Regions from separate parts of the Hordeum vulgare genome. Here all the other regions are linked to region 2. Evidence: chromatin contacts called from public Hi-C data. All regions are on one chromosome and are shown on one strand. Each heading gives the region's core, a stretch centred on a gene start, on an enhancer-like site or on the middle of the called end of the contact. The rest is flanking DNA. Distances are from core to core; before and after follow the strand shown. Region 1 holds the start of LOC123396518 (ubiquitin-related modifier 1 homolog). Region 2 holds the start of LOC123395310 (heat shock cognate 70 kDa protein 2-like). Region 3 holds the start of LOC123399829 (nuclear pore complex protein NUP93A-like).

What was found. A called contact is a pair of places that touch in the nucleus more often than the background predicts.
Region 1: a Hi-C map of seedling shows a contact between it and region 2, with 6 times the contacts expected there. The contact joins the promoter of LOC123396518 here to the promoter of LOC123395310 in region 2. A contact is called at or near these places in 3 of 6 Hi-C or Micro-C datasets (leaf and seedling) and 1 of 1 datasets of contacts at active chromatin or transcription factors (embryo).
Region 3: a Hi-C map of seedling shows a contact between it and region 2, with 4 times the contacts expected there. The contact joins the promoter of LOC123399829 here to the promoter of LOC123395310 in region 2. A contact is called at or near these places in 2 of 6 Hi-C or Micro-C datasets (leaf and seedling) and 1 of 1 datasets of contacts at active chromatin or transcription factors (embryo).

The regions. Positions count from the first base shown.
Region 1 is chr5H:92,330,078-92,333,658 of MorexV3_pseudomolecules_assembly, forward strand. It overlaps LOC123396518 (ubiquitin-related modifier 1 homolog), which reads left to right and starts at 2,188. Exons shown (of 5, transcript XM_045091436.1): 1 at 2,188-2,567; 2 at 3,258-3,545. The coding sequence starts at 3,523.
Region 2 is chr5H:91,779,553-91,783,076 of MorexV3_pseudomolecules_assembly, forward strand. It overlaps LOC123395310 (heat shock cognate 70 kDa protein 2-like), which reads right to left and starts at 2,255. Exons shown (of 2, transcript XM_045090294.1): 1 at 1,923-2,255. The coding sequence starts at 2,136. It overlaps LOC123400598 (a small nucleolar RNA gene), which reads right to left and starts at 47; the gene lies at 1-47. LOC123400514 (a small nucleolar RNA gene) reads right to left here and starts at 193; the gene lies at 109-193. LOC123400510 (a small nucleolar RNA gene) reads right to left here and starts at 384; the gene lies at 301-384. It also overlaps LOC123400507, LOC123400511 and LOC123400508.
Region 3 is chr5H:91,135,017-91,138,520 of MorexV3_pseudomolecules_assembly, forward strand. LOC123399829 (nuclear pore complex protein NUP93A-like) reads right to left here and starts at 2,010. Exons shown (of 15, transcript XM_045094208.1): 1 at 1,797-2,010; 2 at 1,594-1,685; 3 at 1,393-1,459; 4 at 640-699; 5 at 476-565. The coding sequence starts at 1,919.

The DNA of each region.
Region 1 (3,581 bases), core at 938-3,437, 550 kb after region 2:
TGGTTATTGACAGGAGAGTGTGTGAGGTCATGTCTGCATAGTTCTCGAACCCGTAGGGTGTGCACACTTAAGGTTCGGTGACGTTTCAGTATAGTTGAGTTATATGTGTTAGTGACCAAAGTTTTGTTCGGAGTCCCGGATGAGACCCCGGACATCAGAGGACTTTCGGAATGGTCCGGAAACGAAGATTGATATATAGGAAGTTGGTATTTGGATTCCGGAAGGTTTTCGGGCATTGTCGGCAGTGTGCCGGGAGTGACGAATGGGTTCTGGGGCCCACTGGGTAGGCCCACGACGCCCCAAGGGGTCCACGTGGGTTTATTGGATGTGCAATAAGGCATAATGAACTGAAAAAGTCATCCAAGGAAAGCCCATGAGGAAAAAGTGAAAAATCAAAAAGAGGTGGGAAATTAAGGAAGGAGTCCTAATCCAAGTGGGATTGGAGGAGGACTCCTCCCTCCTCCACTTCGGCCGACCCAAGGGAGATTCCCTTGTGGCGCCAAGGCTGCCTCCTCCCTACTCCTATATATACTAGAGGTTTAGGGCTTTTTGAGACACAACTTTGCCACGTGCCGCCCTCTCCTCTAGATCGTAGTTCTTCCTCTAGATTAGTTTTCTGCGGAGCTCGGGCGAAGCCCTGCAGGAATAGATCACCACCACCACCGGAGCGCCGTCACGCTGCCGGAGAACTCATCTACATCCTTGTCTCTCTTGCTGGATCAAGAAGGCGGAGATCGTCATCGAGCTGTATGTGTGCGGAACGCGGAGGTGCCGTCTGTTCAGCACTTGATCAGGACGGATCACGAGACGGTTCGTGGGACGGATCGTGGGACGGTTCGTGGAACGGATCGTGAAGACGTACCACTACATCAACCGCGTTTATTAACGCTTCCGCTTAGCGATCTACAAGGGTATGTGGATCTGATCTCCCTCTCGTAGATGATCATCATCATGATAGGTCTTCGTGTGCGTAGAATTTTTTTGTTCCCATGCAACGTTCCCCAACATGTATGACCCAATTACAGTCCACAACTGCTAGGACGATCTCCAGCGAGAGATATATCTTATGTATAGCAAGCTGGAACAAGCTCTCACATCAAGCGCATCGCGAGTGGGCCGAGCTATTAGCACATTTACTCACTCGCTGTTGATCGATTGCTGCATATTCGATGCTGCTTCGGTTCCTTTTTTTGATCTTTTTGTTTTTCACTCGTTTTCATTGGTTTTTCTTATTGCTTGATATAACTTCTGCTTTCTTTGTTTTTCCTTGGTTTTCACTTGTTTGTTATTTTCTTTATTTTTTTGGTTTCTTTTATTCTTGAATATAACTTTTATTTATTTATTTATCATTTTTTCATATAATTTTTCTTCTTCATTTTCTCATTTTCCTTCCTTTTTCATTTCCTTTTTCATTTTTTCTTGGTTTTCAATGGTTTTTTAGTTTTCGTTGTTTCTTTATCGTTTATCATAGATTTTTTATACTTTTCACTTATTTCTTCAATTTTTTCTTTGTTTCTTTTTTGATTTTCATTTTATTCTTCTTCGTTTTCATTCTACATTTTTAGTATAGAAATTTTCTAATGCCCGTTTAACATTTTCAAATACAAGTTTAACATTTTTTAAGTACTTGGTAAAAAAATTCCATACACGTTTTAGATATTTTTCAATTCCTTGATTAACATTTTTTTATAAAAGGATTAGCATTTTTTCTAATAAATGGTTAACAATTTTGTATATACATTTTTAACATTTTCAAATGATTGATTATTGTTTTTAAAGTGCCAAGCTAGTTTTTTAATGCATGGTTAACACTTTCTTACATGCATTTAATACTTTTCTAATGTTTGATTAAGATATTCTAAATGAAATATTATAATTTTTTAATACGCGGTCATCCATTTTTCTATATACATTTAACGTTTTTCAAAAACTTGATTAACATTTTGCACATGCAAGTTTTAACATTTTTTAATACAATACAAGTTTATATATTTTTAAGACATGGTCAACATTTGTATTTAACATTTTCAAATACTTTATTAACAGTTTTCTATACACATTTAATATTTTTGAAATGCATGATTAACATGTTTTAAAGGCGCGCCGGATCTGAACCCCAGGCCCCCAGGGCGTGCCTGGGCCGTGCCTCTTCTCCATATAGGTCCGCAACCTAGCCGACGACATAGCCAAGGCCCAGGCGCCCAGCTACCGATTCACACTCAGCCACGAGAGCCCACGACGGACGTACGACCTAGAAGCAGTTCGCACGAACGCACGCGAGGGACGGAGGGAGGGCGACCGCGACACCTGCCAGTGCGCCGCGCCGCCGGCTGCCGGCGACTGCCCCCACACTCCTGCCAGGGACTGCCCCGCCCCCTGCCTTTCGACTTCCCCCCACCCCTGCCCCCCAAGCTCCCCAGCCAGGCGGCCGTCCTGTCAGGACAGCCGGTGCTGCTCTAGCCTCTAGGTCTAGGCGGACGCCGCCGCCGCTCTACAGCCTCTACTCCGGCCTCTCCCCTACTCCCCGTCTCCCCGCGCAACCAGCAGTCCGTCCGTCCAGACGACAGGTAATTTTCTCAGATATATAATGCTACGATTTGTCGGCTATGAGTCAATTCAAGATTTCAATACCTGCTCTGTTCCTTTTGTGTTTAATTGAAACTTGAACCAACTATTTACCTGATTCGAATTGTAGCAGAAACTCGAACCAACCAAGACTCCAAGAGTCAATCTTTCAGTGAGTATGTATCTACGTATAGCCCCTGTCTATGTATGAAGAAGGTTTTAATTGAAACTTGAACCAACTATTCAGTCATCTCATGTTGTAGCAGAAACTTGAACCAACTGTGCCTATATGCCACATGCATTGTTGATTTGAAACTGGAGCATTTTGTTGTCAATTCTTTTCATGTTACAAAAATAGAAGATGAAGAGATATTTTTCATCGTTGTCGGCAGTGGAAGAGTCTACACCTGGGGTTTCAGTTTTTTCATATTTTATCTCTTTTGTTTGATTGTTAAGTACTGAGGTTAAATTCTAGAATTATTGAACAATTAAAATTTACTTTGTATGTTATCACATATGGTCTTCTTCTAAATGTCATGATGAGTTTTTGGGTAGTTATAAGTGCCAAAGTTTTTCCATGTTGAATTTTTTTTAGGCCCGGGCTTTGCTCTAATCCTGGCCCCGCCGCTGACTGCTAGCTAATAACCTAATTTCTCTCAAAAAATAAAGCTAACCTAATCCCACTCGAACAGGTACTCGAGCACGCCGCCGCCGCCCACACACCGCCGTACACTCCTCCTCCTCCGCTGCCGAAGCCCTCCACTGCAACACCGCTCTCCGCTGCCGACCACACCGTGCAATCTTGCACGCCTCCAACGCTTCCAACAACTTAACTACCGGCTTCCCTTTTCCGCAACCCTGTCCCCTTCTGCCTTTTATCTTCACTTTTCTCTTGGCCTGATTCCAACAAGGAAATTCTAAAACCCAATCAATCTGCATCGCTTCTGTCCTTCAGCCATGCATCTCACTCTTGAATTCGGGTAATCTTTCTCTCTTTCGTTCGTTTGCTTTTCTCT
Region 2 (3,524 bases), core at 1,005-3,504:
CACAGAATCACAAAAAATGACCATGTATGAGATACCAAATGGCACTAAGTTTAAAAGCATGGATGCATTCATCAACATTGCATCAAACAAACCAACATAAACTTGTCATGCAATCTCAGCTGAAAGATGGTCATCTTGTCTATAATTATCAAAGTGATCCAGCAAATGGGGATTGTTTGCATCACTTGTTTCACAGCAACAAAACAGGTGTAGCATTGAATTCGGCTTTCAGAATTCAAGAGTTTAAACATATAAAAAATATCTCAACATTGCATCAAACAAATTAACATGAACTTGCCATGCAATCTCAGCCGAAAGATGGTGATCTTGTTGATAATAATCACAGTGATTCAGCAAATGGGATTGTTTGCATCACAGATTGCACAGCAATAAAACAGGTTTAGCATTGAATTTCGCTTTCAGAATTAAAAAGTTTAATCATATGAAAATATCTCGACGGTAAAAATAGCAATGGGAGATCAGATGGTAGTGCATGATGTAAATTGATCATCACAGTGAATGCAGAAATGTGGTATGGTTATGATATCATCACTTCTCCCAGCAAATGGGGATTGTTTGCATCACATGTTTCACAGCAACAAAACAGATTTAGCATTGAATTCGGCTTTCAGAATTCAAGAGTTTAAACATTGCATCAAACAAATTAACATGAACTTGCCATGCAATCTCAGCCAAAAGATGGTGATCTTGTTGATAATAATCACAGTGATTCAGCAAATGGGATTGTTTGCATCACAGATTGCACAGCAATAAAACAGGTTTATCATTGAATTTGGCTTCAGAATTAAAAAGTTTAATCATATGAAAATATCTCAACAGTAAAAATAGCAATGGGAGATCAGATGGTAGTGCATGATGTAAATTGATCATCACAGTGAATGCAGAAATGTGGTATGGTTATGATATCATCACTTCTCCCATCAAGAATAAACCAGACAAAATGAACTCCACATCAAAATCCCATAAGTAGCAAAAAAAAAAGGAATGAGTGATTGAGCCACAGATTGTTCAGATTGAAAACCATGAAAACCATGGGCACATTCAGCTTGCTGCCCTATTTTGACACATCTAAAATTAGACGGGCAAAAAAGGAGGGATTCACCCCAATTCCGCTTCACAAAATGAGGTAGCAAACTTAATAGCCCAGAGCCATCCATCATAAATTCAGCAGAAGAGCGCTTGGATTTTATTTCATCATCAATCTGCTAGCTCCAGAAATAAAACAGAAACACCAATAATAACTAATTGATAAGATAAAACAACAAAGATTGGCACAGAATCCTAGCATGCAGTTTAAGAATGAGAATCAATGAAGTGCACAGTGAACAACAAGTATATCATACAACCAAGTGGGATTTGTTAAAGAATCAGAACATCGATACTCTGGTATTAGTATTCTAACAACCAGGCATAAATCAACCAAGACAATGTAGATTTAAAACATGTCAAACCAAAAGCACTTGGCAAGACAAAGAAATCAAACTCTATAATGACATTAATAATACATGTCTAATATGTATCATTCCTCTAAACTGTGTCGATGGAAGTGTAAAATAACAGACTGTACAGATCTGCTTTAAACAAATAGATCTAAGTGACACCAAATGACTAACAAGATCAACCGAGAAAGCAATGTATACTAACTATAACAGATCTGAAACATTCACACCAACCACTAACAGCTACCTCTACTAACTAACCGTTGCCAGCACAGAAACCTCTACAGCTACCACGGATCTAAGCGATCAAGATACAGGACCAATAACATATCAAGCTAGAACCCATGCGAATGATAATAAAACAGACTAAACGGAGCAGATCGAGGTAGACTACTAATCATTTTATGAAGATAGTAGACAGATCTGAGCGTGCAACGGATGCAAAAGCAAATAGGCGCTCACCGAAGACGGTGTTGATGGGGTTCATCGCCACCTGGTTCTTGGCGGCGTCACCGATGAGGCGCTCGGAGTCGGTGAAGGCCACGTACGACGGCGTGGTGCGGTTGCCCTGGTCATTGGCGATGATTTCGACTCTGTCGTGCTGCCACACGCCGACGCACGAGTACGTCGTGCCGAGGTCGATGCCGATAGCCGGCCCATCGCCCTTCGCCGCCATCTCTCGCGCTCCGGGGAGCTTGAAAGCTCTCTAGGGTTTTTCTTCCGGAGGAGGGGGAGCGGCGGCGTGTTGAGGAGGGAGGGAGGACTAGGGTTTGAAGAGGAAGAGTAGAGGGGGCGGAACCGGGGATTTTGTAGGACGGGAGAGGGGCTCTAGAAGGTTCCTGGGCTGCGGGTCGGGATATTAGAGCCGTTCAGATCTGATCCTGCCGCTGATGGCGCACAGGGTGTCGTTTCCGCGGACGCCTTCCTGTTTGGGATGCTTATATTTTTTTATTTTTGCGAAGAATCTCGATTTGGGATGTTCAAACGGCTAGTTTTGACACTTTCGGCAAAAGAGTTGCTTGCATATGGGTAGAAGGAATCTGATCAATCTTGGCAAAAGACTGCCCTGTTTGTTAACAGTTTTAAAATAATGTAGTGAGCGCACGTACTCAGTCGTTGGACCGCGTGGCTCATTTTTTCGCTGATCGTTTCTGATACAAATCTGTTACTTTTGGTTGTTGCAACCCAATACGCGTAAACTATGTCACCCACTTCCTATCATGTCCATTGTTCTTTATTAGTGACTTCGTGGGTGATCTAGACGGAGGCAAACATCAAAGTCTAATGTTTATACATATGTTCATAATTCGTTACATGTCCATTCTTAAAAATGCAATACCAAAGTCTAAGGCTAGACCGCGGGTGCACGCACCTGATGTAACCCGGACTTGGATTTCACTATCACCAATTGTCATAAAATGAATGTTGATGATGCGATTGACAAGAACATGTAGAGGAGCTTTATATCGGTTGTATAATGATGGCTCATATGTAGTTTTGTCGGCTCTTGTTTATCAGGGTTTGCCATATCTTACAATCCTCAAGGCTCTTTCATGTTGAGAAGCCCTCGCTCTCGCGAAGGATCTTGTGTTGCAACATGTCACAGTTGCACCGGTCTACAAAATAATGGTCATGAATATCAACAGCACACCTTGGGCCTCATAGCACCGATTGTGAAGCACATAGAAAAAACTACTAGGGACTTTTCTTTTTTCCAATTTGTTATTAGTCGTGGATGGTTGCTAATAGTTTCAATCATAAGTACATAAAATTCTAAGTAAAGAAGAGCATGTTAGGAGAGCCCTCTCATGCATATAACTGACGATAATTGAATTAGTAGCTTAGTTGATTGCCTACGGACAATTCTTCACACCATACCCTCACTATTCCACACTCGCTATTTGTATTATAGTGTACTAGGGAACATGTGTGTGTCGTTGCATCGGAGAAAACAAAAATAGCTAGTCCCATATACACAATGTGTACATGAGATTATGCGTGTGGCAGCTCGTGTCACCTCGACTTGTGGTATACCTACCCACCGATGTTAGTGCGCTTGACTGT
Region 3 (3,504 bases), core at 760-3,259, 640 kb before region 2:
CATTTAATTTTTTCTAGCCAATGTTGGCTGATTCATGGGCAAGCAAAACCTCAACCAAAAATTTGGTTAGCCAATTTTTTGGTAGGGCAACCTTGACACAAACCAAACACACCCTAAAACAAATCAAAGCATCCACTACCAAAGCATATTAAATTGCTAAGTTGTCAGCATAGCAACTGAAAAATGAAGGCATTAGCTCAATGGTAGAACTTGCTCTGAGCTGTTAGTTACAACACCTAGCATTACAAAACTACCACAAATATTGCTACTTTCTGAAAGGTGCAACAGATTTGATTCAAATAAGACGAACTAAAGCACGGATGGTAGTGGTACAGACCTCAAAGGCTACCCTGACATATCACATATATCAAGATGCTCCAAAAGGTTGCAATATTAACTTATGAAGGCATTATCGTAGCTACTAGCTCTGCTACAAAAATAAATCTGAATAGAATACAAGCAAAAGGCAACAAACCTCAAGAACTTGCATCATATAATTGTTAAAACTCTTTAAGTTGTCCTTTTGTGCTCCTTGGATGGATGAGACAATTGCCATTTCATGAAGCTGAAACCACAAACTCGGTGATGCACTCCATGAAATTCAGAAGAAAAATAGCTAAAGAGAGAAAAGGTGTTCACCTGTTGCAGGTATTCCTCGACAGAAGTTGCTTCCGATGGAAAAACATCCTCAAAGGTGGTCTACAATTAAAAAAAATGCCACTATGATGTATACTGATAACATGTTGCCTGAGTGATATTCAAGAGCTGTAGATGTACAGTAACAAGCAAGCGGATATATACATTGACCAACAGGGTAGAAAACAATATTGAGGTAATACGTGCTGGCCTAATTGGTGGCGAAAGATTGTTACACTATGATAAGTAGTAAAATCTGACTTGACCACTCACAACAATATTTTCTGACTTTGAGTAGGAAACTTTACATGAAAACACTACATTGCCTCAACTGAGACTAGAAAACATTGTTTCAGATAAGCGAGTGATTTGCAGCCTCCAGACATAGGGAGTGTGTATTAATAAAGTGGATTACAAGCTCAAAAAAAGACTAGGGAATGTGTGTCTAAAAGTTAAACTAGGATCTTATGTAAGAAGCTAAGAAGGTGACGTTATTCATGTTATTCTTTTCTTTCAGGCAACCAGCACGAGTTCTGCCTCTTCGTGAAGTAAGGAAGTTATTAATACTGCTAATCGAAAAAAACAAGTGAAGAGCCCCGATAGTCGGCTATGGATGAAAGAAAAAAGAGTGCAGCACAAAATGTCAAGACTACGAAAATCAACTGCCTCGTCTAAACGACCGACACATAAGATTATCTATATAGCATTCTCTGAAATGAACCCTGCATGCATTTTCCAGGTTTACAAGCTAATCACCTTGAGTTCGAATGACTTGAGGTCTCTGGTGAGCTGCTCAGCATTGATCCCCTCGCGCGCCAGCAACCTGCAGATGCACAGCCGAAACCCTAAGTCCAATCCAAAACACCAGAAGCGGCAATCCTGATTCGAACGAAACACGACGGGGAGATGGGCAGAGAGGCTCTCTCAGAGTTAACTAAAGGGGTCCAGGAGAGCAACCTGGTGGCGGAGAGCGACTGTGACGGCGCCTCGGCGCGGATCGTCTTGGCCTTGAGCTTGGTGGAGAGCACCTCGAGCTGGTCCAGGTTCCTCTGCGCGGGCCAACAACAACGAACCCATCAGGCGGAAAAAAGCAAGGGAGGCTCGGGCGCGGCAAGAGATAGATGCGGGCGAGGAGGGCAAGGAAGAGCGCGATGCATCACCTGGAGGGCAGGGAAGTGAGGGGTGAGGGCGGCCTGCTCGAGGAGCTTGGTGGAGGTGTTGAGAAGCTCTGACCAGCCGCCCATCTCCGTATCTCCTCCGCCATCGGCTCCGACGCCGGCCATCGCCGCCGTAGATGGAGGTGTTCACGGGGAGCTATCTGTGCTCCGGCGCCGCGCTCGAACTGGGGGTTTTGGACTGGCGAACCCTATTGGACGCTCGTTAGCGTCAGAATGTTGAGCCTTCGCTGAGGCGACCGTCCGGTTGGGCCGGCCCACGTACGGCATTGTGTTTTGCTCGTCCGCCGTTTCCTGTGTGTTTTTTTCTGTGGTTTTTTCTTTCGATTTTCTCAATGTTTTGTCTGGTTTTTCAATTGTTTTGTTGTGTTTTCTTCAGTTGCCTTTTTTGTTTTGTTTTACTCTCTGGTTATTTCATGTTCTTTTTTTCTGGTTTTATCTTTTTCTTTCTTTTCTTTATTTTCTTTCTCTTTTCTTTTTTTCATTTTTCGTCCATTAATACTTTATAAGGAAATGTTTTGTCGTTTATTTTTGCATTATGAGGAAATGTTTTGATGAATAATTTGTGTTTCTTGTATTTATTTTGTACTTTTTCTTTTTATTTTTGTGTATTATATAAGAGTTCATCGTGGATTACAAAAATGTTCATTGTATATTTAACAAAAGATTCACTGTACATTAGCAAAATGTTTATTGTGCATTTAAAATATGTTTAATGTATATTACTAAATGTTTAATCTGTATTTCCAAATTATTTAATGTAAATGACAAATGTTCAATGTCTATTTTCAAATTGTTCAGCATATATCGCAAAATGGTTCCATGTGTTTTTTCAAATTGTTCAACGTATGTCAAAAAAAGGTTCAATGTGTATTTAAGAAATGTTCATTGTATATTACGAAAATGTTCAATGTGTATTTTCAAATTATTTATTGTATTGACAAATGTTTAATATGTATTTCCAAATTGTACGACGTATATCACAAAATGGTTCCATTTGTTTTCTCAAATTGTTCAGCGTATATCACAAAAGATTCAATGTCTATTTAAGAAATGTTCATTGTATATTACGAAAATGTTCAATGTATACTATAAATGTTCAGTGCTTGGATTTCTTTATCTTTTTATCTATTACTATATTTAGTTCAGAAATAATTTGCTATCCATGATGGTAGCTACGCATGACCCTAATTTTTTATCTTTAATTATTATTATAAATTACTTTGAACTATAAAAAATAACTCTATAATAAAACTATCGTGACTTTGGACCACCAAGCAAGCAAACACATAGTTATGCCAAAAATGCAAACAAAAAGACTGACAAAAATGAGAAAACACCCTTTCTACACATAAAAAATAAACTCGTGTTAAAAAGTAATAAAAGTACAAATAAAAGTGAGAAAAGGTTATTCCTATACAAGAAAAATACACATGTGCTAATGCTACTGGAACTCAATGCCTCATTTATAAAAAAGGGACACTTGTTTGCATTTTTGGCATAACTGTGTGTTTGCTTGGTTGGTGGTCCAAAGTCGCGATATTTTTATTATAGAGTTATTTTTCATAGTCCAAAATAATTTATAATAAAAAATAAAAATAAAAAATTGGGGTCATGTGTAGCTACCATCATGGGTAGCAAATTATTTGTGGATTTGAGAGCTGATTTCCTTGCACAATTGTTTGGATTTTTT